3 separate regions of the Mus musculus genome follow, and all the other regions are linked to region 2. Evidence: chromatin contacts called from public HiChIP or PLAC-seq and promoter capture Hi-C data. All regions are on one chromosome and are shown on one strand. Each heading gives the region's core, a stretch centred on a gene start, on an enhancer-like site or on the middle of the called end of the contact. The rest is flanking DNA. Distances are from core to core; before and after follow the strand shown.

Region 1 (4,750 bases), core at 1,778-4,277, 2.9 Mb after region 2:
AAAAGAGTGATGAAATGAAAGACGCAAAAAGCACTTGTCAGTTATATGCACCTGGAAATCCGTGCCTTGTGTTCAAATCCATTAAAGTCTGGTCTACAAGTATATTTGTTCTTTTTCAAGGCAAATGTGATAACTAATAATCTCAAAGATCTTTGCCAAAGTGTCTTACTTCCTAAGAATTCATCAACTAAAGATAGATAGATGCATTCTGTGCCAGGCATGAAGCTACCCAGCATCCACCTAACTCAAGGCTGTACAACATGTTTTAACGAGGCAGCTAAGTACAGAGGCAGAGAAACTTTTTAGTAAGGGTAGGAGTAAAAACTTTTAGGTTCTGAATAAAATGATATATTGAACTCATCTTAGGACCCTTTAGAGTTGTGAAAACATTTTTGTTTCTTGTTGACCAAGTTCTGGAAGGTTCAACTTTGCAGAACTTGAGACAGAAGAAAGAAAAAAGTTTTGAGTCTCAAGGTGTGGAGGCAAACACCTATACTCCCAGCCTTTGGGTGGAGACAGAATCTAAGTTCAAAGTTTTCACCACACAGTGACTTGAAGGCCAACCTGGGCTATTAGAAACCCTTTCTCAACAACCACACATGAAAAAGCTTTGAACCCAAGGTGGAAAATACAAGTTTCCTAAAGGGTTGGAAATTAGCAAAATACTTAGTATGGCTGGAAATTGACAAAAAGTTAATTTGGGTAAGCAGTGTGTCACATTCATTATTTTCTAGAACCACAGAGAAATTTTAAAAGAAATTATGTAGGAAAAGTATTACTAATATTTATAAATGCTAATATGTACTGAAGCATACACAATTCTTAACTCATTGCAAAGTAACTTAGCAAAGTAACCTTAGCAAAATAACTTAGGTTTCTACCTTAGTCACCTGTCACTATAGTAGCGTTATGCAGATTTATTAAACAAATAAAACCGAAGTTCAAGACCCAAAACACACCATATCCTGAAACTGCTAACTAAAGGAACATGTAAGAACACACAGTATTTACAGTATTCTGGTGCTGCCTAAATGCTAGGGCTCCTAGCGTTGGAGGATGGTAGAGAATTGAAGATTTCAGGAAAGAGTTCCAGTTTAGAAGATCAAAGAGCATAAGATGGGTGAGTAACTTGTGCAGAAGTGTACAGCACAGTACTAACTTTCACGGCCCAGCAGAGGAGCCAGGAAAGCAGTGACACAAGTCACTTGTCATGGAACAGTCTTAAAAAGGACTGCTTTGTCTTTGAATTTTTAAAATTCTGAAGAGTTTTGTGTGTGTGTGTGTGTGAGTTCAAGTGTTCATGGAGGTCAGGAGAAGGCATCTTTTGAGTCCTTGGAGCTGAAATTCGAGGTATTTGTAAGGCGTCCATTGGGCACTGGGATCCCAACTCTGAGCCTCAGAGCAGTTTCTTACCTTATTTTGTTTTTCCTTGACTGGCTGTATTTGAGTTAACAAAAAGGAAACCTAGAAAAGAAAAACTGACTTTAAGAAACATTCTTATTTAAAAAGTCATTTCTAAAGCACAGTACATTGGGGCAGGAGTGGGGTGGGGGAGCCCTAACTGAAGGGTGTTAGTTACACTCTGGAGTCTATAGAAGCAAGAGTTCAAGGCTGAGGCAAATCCTCTTAAGAGGTTGTCTGGGGATGAATATAAAAGAAAATGGGTTCAGTTAGCTTCTTGGTTGTCATCACAGAAGCAGTCAATGAGAAGCTCCTAAAGGTATTTTTACAAAATTACTTCAGAGAGAGAATATTTATACAAACTCCAAAGTAGGACTGAATGTTAGAAAAATGTAAAGTAGGGAATAAAGCTTACTTCACTTAAAAAGTGGAATTACTTCAAAAGGTTTTGAAGTTTAATTGAGACATGTATATATCTCTTCTGGAGTTGGCCTGGGGTGATTTTAGACTAAAGCCAAGATGATTTTTAATGGCATCCTTACAGTGATAAAGTCCTGTTCCTTTGTGTTCAAATTATGTCCCCTTCATTTTTACACCTCAAATATGTAGATGCTTACAAGTGAAATGCAACTTCTCATGTTTATAGGTTATACTCAGTTCCTTTGCTTACAACGATCTCACAAGCTAAGCCATCTTATATATCGAGGATAAATATGGGTAATAGTGACTAAAATTACCTTTCCCTTAAAAACAAAAAACCCTCAAACAGTTTAATGCTCCAGGATTACCTAGTTACAGTAAAAAGATTCAGGGCTGGGGGGTGGGGTGGGATTTTTAACCCTTTAAATTCCTGTATTTGGCTATAACTGAAATTATGGTGCAATTTAACTTCTAAATTGAATGACAAACTGCTCTCTAGAAAAACTGATTATTACCTCAACACACGCGTTAGAGTGCCTCTATTTTCACTTTCATCAGCACTGCACACTGAAAAAACCTAGCCAACTTGAAAGAAAGGGCACAGTGATATTTTTGTTTGTATTGTATAGTTTTTATACGGGTTTTCTCACTCTTTCTGGGGTAAGATCACCCAGAGGGGTTCCTTCAGTTTTACTTGCTATCCTAAATCCTAAGCAAGCCGGCTGTACACTTGAATCCACGGAAGGTGTAACCCAAACCTGAGGCTACTTCCCTGCTCTTCCAACAATAACACCACCAGTCGCACCATCTGGCCACGGGCGTGCCGTGAGCTCGACTTCCCCAGGGACCCGTCCCCGTTTCCATGCTGGCAGGGAGGGCTCTGTCCACTCGCTTGCCCACCGGGCAAAAGTGGCGCAGGCAAGGTGTACATTACATTGTGACCTGCAGGGGCTTGGGCGGCCTGTGCTCGGGCTGCGAGTTAAAGACGTCCCGAGCAACGCTGCCGAGATTTACCTTGAACGCCAGAACCTGGCAGGGAAGAAAACGCGAATCCACGCGCAGCGGCCGAGGGAAAGAGCGTGGGCTCCGCTGCACCCTGTCCCAGGAAAGGTCCACCGCTCCGGCTCCGTGATCCTCACCAGCCTCGGCCGCCGCTGCCCAGGGTCTAGCAGTCGCGGCTCACCCCGGAACGCTGTTTCCCACTCGCGCAGGCGCACGACACCTCCACGTTCAGCGTAGTCGTTAACGGTCCGCTGTTCAAGTTTAAATCCCGAAGAGAGCCCACGCCTTTGGCTCCGCCCACCATCTCTCTCGTTGGTCCAGAGGCCAGACGTTCTCCACGTCTACATAACGATTGGTGCACATTTTCTCTAAGCCCTCCCCAACCTCGGGCCCGGAAGCGGGGTTTGGGGCGTGGAGCTGAAGTGGGAACCCGCCGGACCGTGGCGCGGAATCTGTTTCTTGGTCGTGTGGGTGTTAGTCTGGCGGTTAGGCAACGGGCTGGCCCTGCTCCGTGCCGCAGCCGCTCTTGGCTGTGGCCGGCGGCGTCGGAGGGTAGCGGAGGGGAGGGTTCTGGGGCGTGGCTGGCCCGGCTCGTGAGTCGGTCTCCACTGCAACCCGCGATAGGACCGCCCGACCAATTCCAGCTGCAGCGGTCCCCGCGGCACGGTATGCACTCTTCCAGAACGCACTATTATTGCCCTCCTTTTCTAGCGTACTGTTAACAAAATAGTATAATAAAAATATTACATGTATGTCTGACGTTTACAATGATTTGTGTACTTACAAAGAAAAAAAAAGGGACCCTAGTGCTTTGGGGACTACTGAGGGTAAGATCGGAAAAGAGGCCCCCATCCCCCGTACTTTAACTTTCTACATCAAATACAAATAGGTGTTTATTTCTTAATATATAGAAAGCTGGGTTGTTAAGATAGCTCTGGGGTTAAGAGCACGGGTTGCTCTTCCATAGGTCCTGAGTTCAATTCCTAGTAATCACATAGTTGCACATGGTTGGCTCATAAAGGGATCTTATGCTCTCTTCTGGGAGCGGGTGTTCATCAGACAGAGCACTCATACGTACCCCCACCCCTCAAATGCTAGAATGCTTAAATCTTCCAAACAATTCTTTTTTTGTTGAGGTTTTTTTTTTTTTTTTTTGCTTTTTGAGACAGGGTTTCTCTGTATATCCCTGGCTGTCCTGGAATTTACTTTGTAGACCAGGCTGGCCTCAAACTCAGAAATCCACCTGCCTCTGCCTCTTATCACTTGCCTACTTAGCTTTTTAATCAGGGCCCTTGCTCTACCTCTGAGGCAGTTAAGAATTTATGAAAACTGAATGACTACCCCTTGATGGACAATGTGACACTACTTTATTACACACATTCTTAGGACAAATATCCTGCTTTCATGTAATGCTTGTATGGAATTTCCTTTAGCATGGAACCTCCAGCTAATGTGTCTTAAGCAAGGTTAGATGATTCATTTTCTTACCTACTTTTGGACATTCAGCTTCATTTCTATACCTCAAAGTTAGGAGCTTGCCATGTAGCCCAGGCTGGCCTTGATGTAGGCAGATGGCAGACTCAGATTTGAGAAACAGAACAAAGGTAGGCAGTAGAGATGAGCTTAAGAGGTAGGTCATGTAGGCCAATGGGAGCAAATCTGACTTTAGCCAAAGAACTATGGAACTGGGTATCTGAAGCAGAATTGGGGCATGCTATGAAATACTCAGGTTTATTCTTGAAATTATTTTCTTTCCTTGAGAATAATGGATTAGAGGAATGCACAATTTTATGTAAAATCTGAATGAGACATAATTGCATATTCGAGGCATAGGTTGTGGTACGTAGGCTAGGATGGTAATGGCCAGGATATTAAGAAGGGGAAAGACAGATATATTTTGTGTCTATGACCAGAACACATATTTTAT
Region 2 (4,977 bases), core at 2,094-4,593:
AGTGAGAAAAATGAACTTTTGAGTTGGGGGCAGGAAGTATCTTTACAGAAGTAAAGATAATTAAAACTTTGTTTTGTTTTAGGGTTTAATCCAAGATGAGTTTTTATAATGTTTTGATTTAAAAAATGTAAAAGAAAAAAGTGTGTGTGTGTGTGTGTGTGTGTGTGTGTGTGTGTGTGTGTGTGGTATCGTTAAAGTGGATGAGAAGAAAGCAATACCGCACAAACCCTCATCTGTTCAGGAGAGGAGGAACGTAGGTTCAATTGCAACATCCCTTTTGGCTAAAAGATGAAAAAGAAGGAAGGAGGGCAGGAAGAGTACAAAAGAACTAATAAAGAGGGAAAGAATAAAAGGAATTTAAGTGGTATTTTGTAGACTTTAAAAACATCCTCCTCTGGACCAAGCATTGTCCTGGACCAGAACTTCTTGTCTCAGGTGTCCTGGTGGACAGTCTCGGGCCTGTTCTTGCTTGTTCTTTGTGATGCCATTTTCACACTCAGTAAACTTCTCATGCTTCTGTGGTTGGTCAGGATAACCCAGATGTTGTTTTTCCCATGCCAGATATGAGGCTATGCATAGGTCCAGGCTCTCAGCGTTTTCTGTGCCTGATGAGTGTTGGGTTTTTGTTTGTTTGTTTGGTTGGTTTTTTCCAATAGTTTTTGGGTACAATGCTTTCATGGGCCAACCTTCTGAAGATCACAGGCCACCCGGAAGCATTTTGAGGAGCCATAGGGGAAGGGGGAATTACTTTTAATATAGAACAACATGAGAACTCTGCAAGTTTGGAATAAAGAAAGACTTGAAGGATAAAGTATTGTTCATAAGAGAGTGAAAAGAATTGTTAGATGTCAGGATTTAAGAGCCACGGGAAGACCTTTGTCTTAAAGAATAGGGAGGTAGGACTGGAGAGATGGGCAGTGCTCAGAGCACCTACTGCTCTTGTAGGGACCGGAGGTTCAGGTACCCAGAACCCATATCTTGTGGCTCACAGCTGGCTGTACCTCTGTCTCTGGGAGGACCCAGCACTTCTGGCCTCAGTGGACACCCACAGTCCCATGAACACTCTCTCAGGAACACATAATTGAAAATAATAAAACTTCAACGCTTAAAACAAAGATGGTGGTTTCAAGGACAGAACAGTGCTACTGAGCAGGCTTCTGAGAGGCTGAGAGGGCTGAGCATTTTTTTTTTTCTTTGCATTACTTTCCCTCCCACTCATAACTGTTAGTTGCTAAAACCTCTGTATCAGTTTATCAGAATAGGCGTTAAACCTCAAAGAACATGACAGAATCAATCAGGTACATATTTTTAAGGGAAGAAATGGAAAATAACTTAGTCAGGTATTTATGTCTGTAGATGACTTTTTTCTCAATAATTTAATTATTTTTCTTCACTTTACATTCTGATCACAGCTCCCCCGCCCCCAGTCACACCTACAAATCTCTCCTCCCTTCCCCCCACCTTGGGTACCACCCTATCTTGGGATATCTAGTCCCAGCAAGACTGGGTACATCCTTTCCCACTGAGGCCCAACCAGGCAGTCGGGTAGGGGAAGGGGGGTCTAACAGCAGGGAACAGAGACAGAGACTGCCCATGCTTCCCTTGGTAGGGGACTCACAGGAAGACCGAGCTGCTGCACATTTGCTATGAATGTAGGAGGCCTAGGTCTGGCCCCTAGATGATTCCTGCTTGATAGCCCAGTCTCTGTGAGCCTCCGGGTGATTGTTTTTAAGGCTTTAGAAGCTTCTACTACGTGCCAGGCCTTGTGCCTGTTCCTAAAGGAATGATTTATTTGTGTGTGTGTTGTGTGAACGAAACTCAAATTTTCCTAAGGTCATTCATTGTCATTCATATTCAAAATAAAAATATATGATAAGTCTGAATTTAAATTATACTTATAGTGTGATAAACTTAATTATAAACTTCTGTTTATAATTATACTGATTCTTATTTTTCTTGGTATTTTTATCTAACCTTTAGATAAATTCCTTATATTTTGTGTAAGTTGTCTTACACCATCCAGATACTACTCATGTGTAGAATTCAGTGGAGAATAATCAGGACTGACTAGAGGGACCTATCATCAGAGTAAAATTAAGTATTATTTATGAAATATAAAGTTTACTTTGTAAGTTCAACTTCAGAGGGGGCAGACACACACACACAAACACAGACACTCACATAGATAGACAAACAGACACACAGAGAGAGGTAGACAGAGACAGACAGACACACACAGGGAGGGAGAGAGAGAGAGAGAGAGAGAGAGAGAGAGAGAGAGAGAGAGAGAGAGAGAGAGAGCATGAGTGAGCTCCTGTCAGGAGGATTCTAGCCATATCAGTGTACCTGCTTGTATGACTCTGGGAAAAAATAATTTCATTTATTCTGAATCTCACTTTCTTTTCGGTTTTTTGAGACAGGGTTTCTCTCTGTAGCCCTGGCTGTCCTGGAACTCACTCTGTAGATCAGGCTGGCCTCGAACTCAGAAATCTGCCTGCCTCTGCCTCCCAAGTGCTGGGATTAAAGGCGTGCACCACCACGCCGGGCTTTGAATCTCACTTTCTTAATTGGCCAAGTAAGTCACTTAGAAAAGCTAAGGTTTCTCTTAACACTGATGGCTTGTGACTTTGGGCAACAGTAAAGGCTGGTAAACAACATAGACTGCTATTGATGAGGTAGACAGGTCACTACTTTGACTCAGTCACTGGGGAGTTTTTGGGTACCTCTGTAAAGGGCAGCTTGTACAAGAAGATATTAGGAATTGTGCAAAGCTATCCCAACGATCACATGTAACAGGCTTCCCAGTTAATGCCTGGTTTCAACTTGTCTGGGATCATTTCTGAATATGTCATTTCAGGTAGTGCTGGGCCAGGAGTCATGTCTTCCAGTACAACAGCTTCCTTTTCTGCATAATCATTGGCCACAGGGCCAGCTAAAGGCAGTTCCAGGGAGGGGTCTGAATTGGAGGAAGACATAATGTAGGTTAGGAGTCTGGTAGGCAGAGCAACGAACCCAGCTGTATCCTCACAGCTGCCCATGCGGTCTGAGTAATGACTTATTTCATGGAAGCTGCCCCTTCTTGTTGCTCTGTTCTGTTGAGAAACAGTCCCCTCCTGCAGCTGGAATGTACTCCGCTGTGAGGCATCTCAGCACCTTTTCCTGACAAGCCTGGTGAGACAAGGTCCTCACTGCCTGTTTGCACAGAGGGAAGGGCCCATGCCTGCCTGTGGGACTGTTCACAGGTGCTTCCTGGGCAGCAACCGGCTGACCCCTCCATGGGCATGGCCTGCCTGGTGGAGTTGGGGGCAGGCAAGATGCCACCTGCTTTGACTTCCCAGTCATCCAGGAAGCTCTAACTGTGTGCTGGTGTGTCAACAGCGACCCTCTCGCTTCTCAAAGGCTCCCTTTGTGGCTGGCTGTGGCGTCGCCTACGCATGTTTGTTATCTGTGATCTCATTTTATTGATGTTATTTCTACATTTTGAGAAAGATCTGTGACAGTTACCCCTTCTTTGGGAAACAAGGGCCTAGGTACAGCTTGTTGATTTGGAAGGAAAACCAGGAAGACTGCCATTGAGTTCTTATCAGAGGGCAGATCTAACTCCTACCCATCTTTATTTTTTTGGTGCTGTTGTGGTGTTCCCCCCCTCCATGTGTGTGTGTGTGTGTGTGTGTGTGTGTGTGTACATATATACATACATATATTTGTATATTAGGTTTTGAATACTAGGTATGCGGCAAAGACCCTGATTGTCTTATCCTACTCTGTAGTAGTGAAACGTTTATTCCCGTTTCATAGATAAGAAAGTGAGATGTTAAAACCTTATCACAAAGGTCCTAAGCACACATTCAAACCCAGCAGTAGCCAGTTCTAAAAATCACATGGATGATATCAACACGGTTTTTGAAATACTTAGATGTTGAATTCGGAGGGGACACTGAGATCTGCTGTGCATGTTTAGCAGTCTGCCTAAGTACTGCCTTGTAATTTGGTAATGTGTTACAGTTTGACACACGCCTTTACCCAGCAGAGACCCCAGTAATCCCTATGAGTTGCCGATATTTTGTGAAAAAGGAGAGTATACAGAAGGGATGCCAAGTTGTTCTCTCAGTGCCACATGCACCATATGGTAAAACCACAGCTGGACTTTGTCAGATGTCCTGATGGCTCCATTTAGCCACCCAGCTTATATATTTCTCTTGTGTGGTGAGTGCCTCCACAATAGTCATAATAACCACTAACATGAGACAGAAATGTCAGCAAGGCAGTCGCCCCTTTTTTGTTGCTGCAAGTACCCTTCCTCTACATCTTCAGTGAGTCTACATGGGTGCTAACTAGAGATCTGGGAACAGGGTGCCCAGACCCTTGATGTCACATCTAGGAAAGTGGCAGAGATACCCAAAATACCAGGAGCAGACAGGAAAGTGGCTTGCTCTGTAGGGCACTGGACAAACTAATGTGCACTTTTCTTTGGAGAGAGGTTGACTTTGGACCTTAAGAAGGTTGAGTTTTGTTGTTTTGTTGTTTTTTTGTTTTTGTTTTCTTGGTTTTCTTTTGTATTTTTATTCCTAAGAGATTTGAAAAGAATCCCCCAGCCCTGTTTTCCTGTATTAAACTGAAATGTGCTTTGCTTGGGCCTTCTGTGCCTCCGTGTGTGTAGAGTGAGGTGGATTTTTATGAACAAAGGGAAAGTCAGACAGCTGGAGGTTGCTTCTAAACACAACAAAACAGAGTAGAAAAATTTGAATGTCATAGTACGTGTTATATAAAAGAACTGTGCCCGAGAGGCATACCAGAATTAATGACATCTTAGATGAATGGTGTATTCTTCCTATTCAAAACAGAAGTACCATTTAAGCTGTGGCACCAGGTATAGGTGTGTGTGTGTGTGTGTGTGTGTGTGTGTGTGTGTGTGTGTGTGTTCACTCAGAAACTAGTTAGATTGGACCAGATCTCTAATTATTCTTCTTAAGACAT
Region 3 (4,737 bases), core at 1,993-4,492, 2.4 Mb after region 2:
ATGGGGGTGATGGAAGTGGAGAGGGAGATTCCATTTAAGTTGGCATTGACCTGAGGGGTTTAAAGTATCCGGATGTCTAGGTCAGGCTCTCCATGATTTTATTATATTAGTTAGAAGTCAAGCACCAGTAGTAAAAATGAAACACCCCCCCCCCAAAAAAAAACCTACCTCCTCTATGATGCTAGCATGAAGCCAAAATGGAAAATACCACATAGAACAGGTTCCAGAGTAAATGAACAACTTAGCCACACTCTGGCCTTGACCTTTAGGAAAGATTTTGGCAGTCACTACTAAGTAGCCTGGAGCAAACCCAAGCAACAAGACAGCTACTCCTTCTTTGGCTTCTTTCCCAATGCAGGTCTACACTGGCACATCTTTTTTTCTAGATCAGAACCAGGACAGCTCTATGTAGCCTGGCTAGTATTAAGGTTTGCTCCAAGGTGTCCCATCACAAACTTAAGCATGCTACTTCCTTTCCTTGCTGGGCTAGCCCAGAGAATTGCTTTGTATCTCCGGGTATTCCAGAGGCACGGGGCTTCTTGGACTGGTTGCTACAAGGACAATCTGTTGAGGGGAAGCCTGCAGTTGATCTATTCATGTCCAAGGCTCAGCAGCCTCCCCTCTGAACCAGTTGCCAAGAAGAACCACTCATTCACAGGTCAGCTACAATGCAAAGCTAGCCCACAGCAAGATAGCTATCTGCACCCTTGGTATTCTGCCATGAACAAGGTGTCCCTGGCTTAAAATGAGCTGATGAGCCTAGCCAGGGGACATGGGAAGAAACAGGGCCCTGTAGGAACTGGTACCCAGCCAATGCCTGCTATCCAAAAGGACTTCAACTAGATCAATATCCCCCAAAGGTTGAGCAGGTGACAGGCAGCCCAAGGTTTGCTCAATGGCTCTATGCCCTTTAGACCTTGATTTTTTTTCTATGAATTGAACTCAAGCCTTTGGCATGCTAGGCAAGTGCTCTACTATGGAACCATATCCCGCTGGTTCTCAGTTCTGTAGGGGAAAAAAGTAGAGCCCTTCTAACACCTTCAGACTCACCTACCAGTTTTCTCTCCAAATTCTACCACCTAGGTGAGAAATCCCAATCTATCACTTTCCCAGAATCTGGTACAGCCAAAGCCACACCTTTTGGCCCTTCCTAGTTTTATCTCTGACCAATAAACATGCTTCTCTTAAAGTAACTGTCTGTGGCTGCATCATCCTACCGTAGGCTACCCTTGCCTCAGGCTTTCCTCCAAAGCTAAACCTCTTCGCCCCACTCCCTTACCATCTACCATCTCCACCTTTCCCTGAGAAACGGAACACCAAGCCTTGTTCTGGCTTAGAACACTCCATCTCAGAAACCATCTATCTCAAAAGCCTGATGCTGGCATTGCGCAACCAGGAACCTACAAATTCAATCCTTATGCCCTGCAGATACATCAGACGCATGCCTGATGATCGATACTGTCAACCTGTCAGGATCTAGAATCACCTAAGGTATGTCTGAGTGATCTTTCAGATTAGGTTTCATTGGGGTGGGAAGATCAACCACGCCAAAGGCATCACAGTTCCTCTAGCTGGCTGTGGCCAAGACTAACTATAAGGGAGGAAGTGAGCTGGGCACCAGCAGAGGGCCCTTTGCTTCCCCGATTTGCAAGCAGTGTGACCAGCCACCTCTCACCCTGACTGCCAGGCTTTTCCCACCACGATGGACTGTACCCTCAAACTGTGAGCCAAAAACAAACAAACAAACAAACAAAAAACCAAACAGTTCCTTCCTTAAATTGCTTGTTAGGTATTTTGCCATGTCAACTAGAAAAGAAACTGATAAACTGCAAGTGTCCCCAAGCACACTAACAGAGCCTAGATCCTTCCCACAGCATATTCCATACCCCCATCCCCACACTTGCCCAGGTTTTTCTGCACTAGGATACCTCATATGGTTTAAATGTGAGCCCTTACGTTCATGCATTGAAAACTTGATCCTGAATGTGTGGTATTGGGAGACGGGACCTATAAGGAGATGTGTAGGGCTCAGTAATAGAAAACCTGTCTAGCGTTCCTTTCTCAGTACTTTGGGCAGAGAGTTCTGCCCTCATGAGTGAACCAGTGTCCTCCCCTTGCACCCCCCACACACAGAGGAATGGATTCTGTAAGCTGGAAATGGAGTTATTATAATAAGACAAATTTGGCCTCTCACCCTCTCCCCTACTTCCACTCTCTGCCCCTCCTTCTGCCTCCATCTGTCCGAAGATGAATCAGCCAGAAGGCCTCATCTTGGATTTTGCATCCTCCATAACCATGATCTAAATGAACGTCTATTCATTATACAGTATCCAGGCTACAGAATTTGGTTAAAGCAGCACAAAGCAGACTAAGAATGATCTAATCTTGATAAGTAGGGCAAGTACTGTTACAAATACCCGAAAACGTGAAATTACCTTTGGAACCGGCTAGAGAGGAGAGGCTAGAAAAAAATCCGCATGTGCAGGCTAGGAAAAGTTAAGGTGAACAGAGAGTCAGGCAAGGGCTCACATTAGAACTGTAGGGAAAGTCTGGACTTTCTTATACATTACACAAGTGGTGCAGAAACTAGAGTAAAAACCATCCTAGTAATAAAGTGGCTAACAATATGGCTGAATTGTTAGTGCCCTAAAACTTTACAGAATAGGAGGAAAGAGGATATTTGGTGGAAGAAGCTTGGTCACAAAGCACTCAGGATGCTGTGTGGCTTAACTGTCCACCCTAGATTGTGAGTAGAAAGATGTGATTGTAAAGTGGAATCTAGAAATCAAATAAAACAGAACTTAGGGATCTGAAGGGTTCTCAGCCTGAACTCTGCAGAAAATTAAAAGCAATTTCATGAAAGAAAAATGCAGGTGTGGCTAAGTAATCATTTGATAGAGTAGGATAGACAGAGTGAGGTCTGAGTCTATTCACACAGGACAATGGGAGAATGACCCCAAAGGCCCCTTGGAGACTTCTATTGAGGTCCCTCCCATTTCACACCCAGAATGCCAAGCTTCAGAGAGAAAAATAATCAGAAGAGAAGCCAGATCTTGGGGCTTGTTGCCAAGGGCTAAGATAAGCCTTCACACCCTACATTCTTCACAGCCTCCTGCTGTCTCAACCGCTCCTCTCTGGAGAATTTTGACCCATCCTCCTAAAATTACCACAAGACAAGCTGTGGCAGTGGTCACTCAGTGCCAGCTCTGTAGATACAGGATGTAAGAGCAGTGGGGCATGACTTCCTCTGCCTGGATTTCAAAAGATATGATAGCAGCCCGGGACCTGGGCATAGGCAGAGCCAGCAAAGAAGACTTTCAGGAAGGCAAGGCCTAGCAGAACTATGGAGTCAGAACACAATAGAGTCCTAGGAGGTCTAGTGGAACCACAGGGTGGGGTGGAACCATCCACAGGGTGAGGCAGAGCCTTCCATGAGATCTCAGAATTGTCAGGCAACCAGAATGTACACAGACCAGTTACAGTGTACTCTCTTCTTATTACTTCTATTGTCTATCTCACTATTCTAGTGACTAAATAATTCAAAGGCCAAAAAAAAAAAAAAATTGCTATGAGAATGAAGAAATTGTCTCAGGCTACTTGATTACATGGTGAACCTCAAGATTGTATACTGGGAAAACGTGTCTCTAGTTGTGACATGGCTCAGCCCTAGCACACACCTTTAATCCAAGAGCTTTCTGTTTATTGTAAACAAGATTAAATAAAGTCAACCATAGGTCAAGAGGCAGAGCAAGCAACCAGTTAACAGGAAGTGAAGACAGGAAAGTACCATAGAGTGAGAGCAAGTCAGGAGGAGGGAGAGAGAGATGAACAGGAAGTGGAGAAGGAGAAAGGGCTTTTTCCTTCTGGGATGTTGGCTGAAGAGGAAGGTTGGCTGGGTGCTTTCCCAGCTCCTCTGAGCCATCAGGCTTTCACCCCAGCATCTGGCTCCTGGGTCTTCATTTGGTGAATCTAACAACTGGGATTTTATTTTAAAAGCAAAACAACATTTGGTGCTCCAACCTATGGCATGACACCACAGACAGAGAAATCACTCCAGCTGAGGACAAACTGAGAAGACATCTGATTTATTAAGTCACCTAAGAAGTCTTCAAGAAGAGAGTTCAGGATGGGAAATACCATAATACAAGACACTAGGACTCCATATAGTGCTACTTTAGATGGCTTGAAAATACAAGCAGAAAATAAAAGACTAAATGGACTTGACTGAAATTTGCTCAATACCAACTATGATTATTATCATTTGATTATTTCATATTTTATTTTTAATAGCCATAGTAGCTTTCTGTAACCGCTCAAAGGAAAAATATTTATAGAGATACAATAAAAATAAAGCCATGAAAAGTAGATTAATAAGATACAAGCTTTAGAGAGACTCATAAATGAAAATAGGAAAAATATTCAGACACAGAGAAATTTAGACAAGAACCTACCCTGCATGATGAAACTGAAGAAGGGCTGCCCCAGGTTGTTAGAAAACCAACCTTAGTTTATCTAATTACTATACAAGACCTACCAGCAGATGATAGGCACCCCCAAGGTTATGAAGAAATTTCAGGGAATCCTATAGATTTGAGGAGATTTAAGGAAGCGATCATTTCATATGGTATACATCCATCCTGTATGAAGCAGATATTGAATTTATGGTCAACTCAGAACAGAATTATCCACCAAGGCTGGAGAAAATGTGGAAACAGCAATATTGGAAGCTTACAATGG

What was found. Promoter capture Hi-C pulls out the DNA fragments that hold promoters and counts their contacts. HiChIP or PLAC-seq counts read pairs in DNA pulled down with a chosen protein or histone mark.
Region 1: a contact with region 2 is called in a promoter capture Hi-C map of pre-B cells. The contact joins the promoter of Hyls1 here to the enhancer-like site in region 2. A contact is called at or near these places in 2 of 39 promoter capture datasets (liver and pre-B cells), 1 of 484 Hi-C or Micro-C datasets (adipose-derived mesenchymal stem cells) and 1 of 115 datasets of contacts at active chromatin or transcription factors (astrocytes).
Region 3: an H3K27ac HiChIP or PLAC-seq map of large pre-B cells shows a contact between it and region 2, with 5 times the contacts expected there. The contact joins two enhancer-like sites. A contact is called at or near these places in 1 of 115 datasets of contacts at active chromatin or transcription factors (large pre-B cells) and 1 of 9 other capture datasets (embryonic stem cells).

What each region holds. Positions count from the first base shown.
Region 1 is chr9:35,567,042-35,571,791 of GRCm38.p6, forward strand. Hyls1 (HYLS1, centriolar and ciliogenesis associated) reads right to left here and starts at 3,028. Exons shown (of 4, transcript NM_029762.1): 1 at 2,836-3,028; 2 at 1,414-1,464. It overlaps Pus3 (pseudouridine synthase 3), which reads left to right. Exons shown (of 5, transcript NM_023292.5): 5 at 1-360.
Region 2 is chr9:32,702,983-32,707,959 of GRCm38.p6, forward strand. All of the region lies in intron 3 of Ets1 (E26 avian leukemia oncogene 1, 5' domain), which reads left to right. Among named protein-coding and RNA genes, the nearest start is that of Ets1, 69 kb to the left of the region's middle. Within about 2 kb of position 3,344, at least 93 of the 459 cell types and tissues checked have an H3K27ac peak or open chromatin away from gene starts, as enhancers often do. A contact at or near this core is called in pre-B cells, where this site is marked.
Region 3 is chr9:35,058,484-35,063,220 of GRCm38.p6, forward strand. The region is part of intron 1 of St3gal4 (ST3 beta-galactoside alpha-2,3-sialyltransferase 4); the gene reads right to left. It overlaps Gm51705 (a long non-coding RNA gene), which reads left to right. Exons shown (of 3, transcript XR_003948316.1): 3 at 1,429-1,482. Among named protein-coding and RNA genes, the nearest start is that of Gm51705, 6.1 kb to the left of the region's middle. Within about 2 kb of position 3,243, at least 55 of the 459 cell types and tissues checked have an H3K27ac peak or open chromatin away from gene starts, as enhancers often do.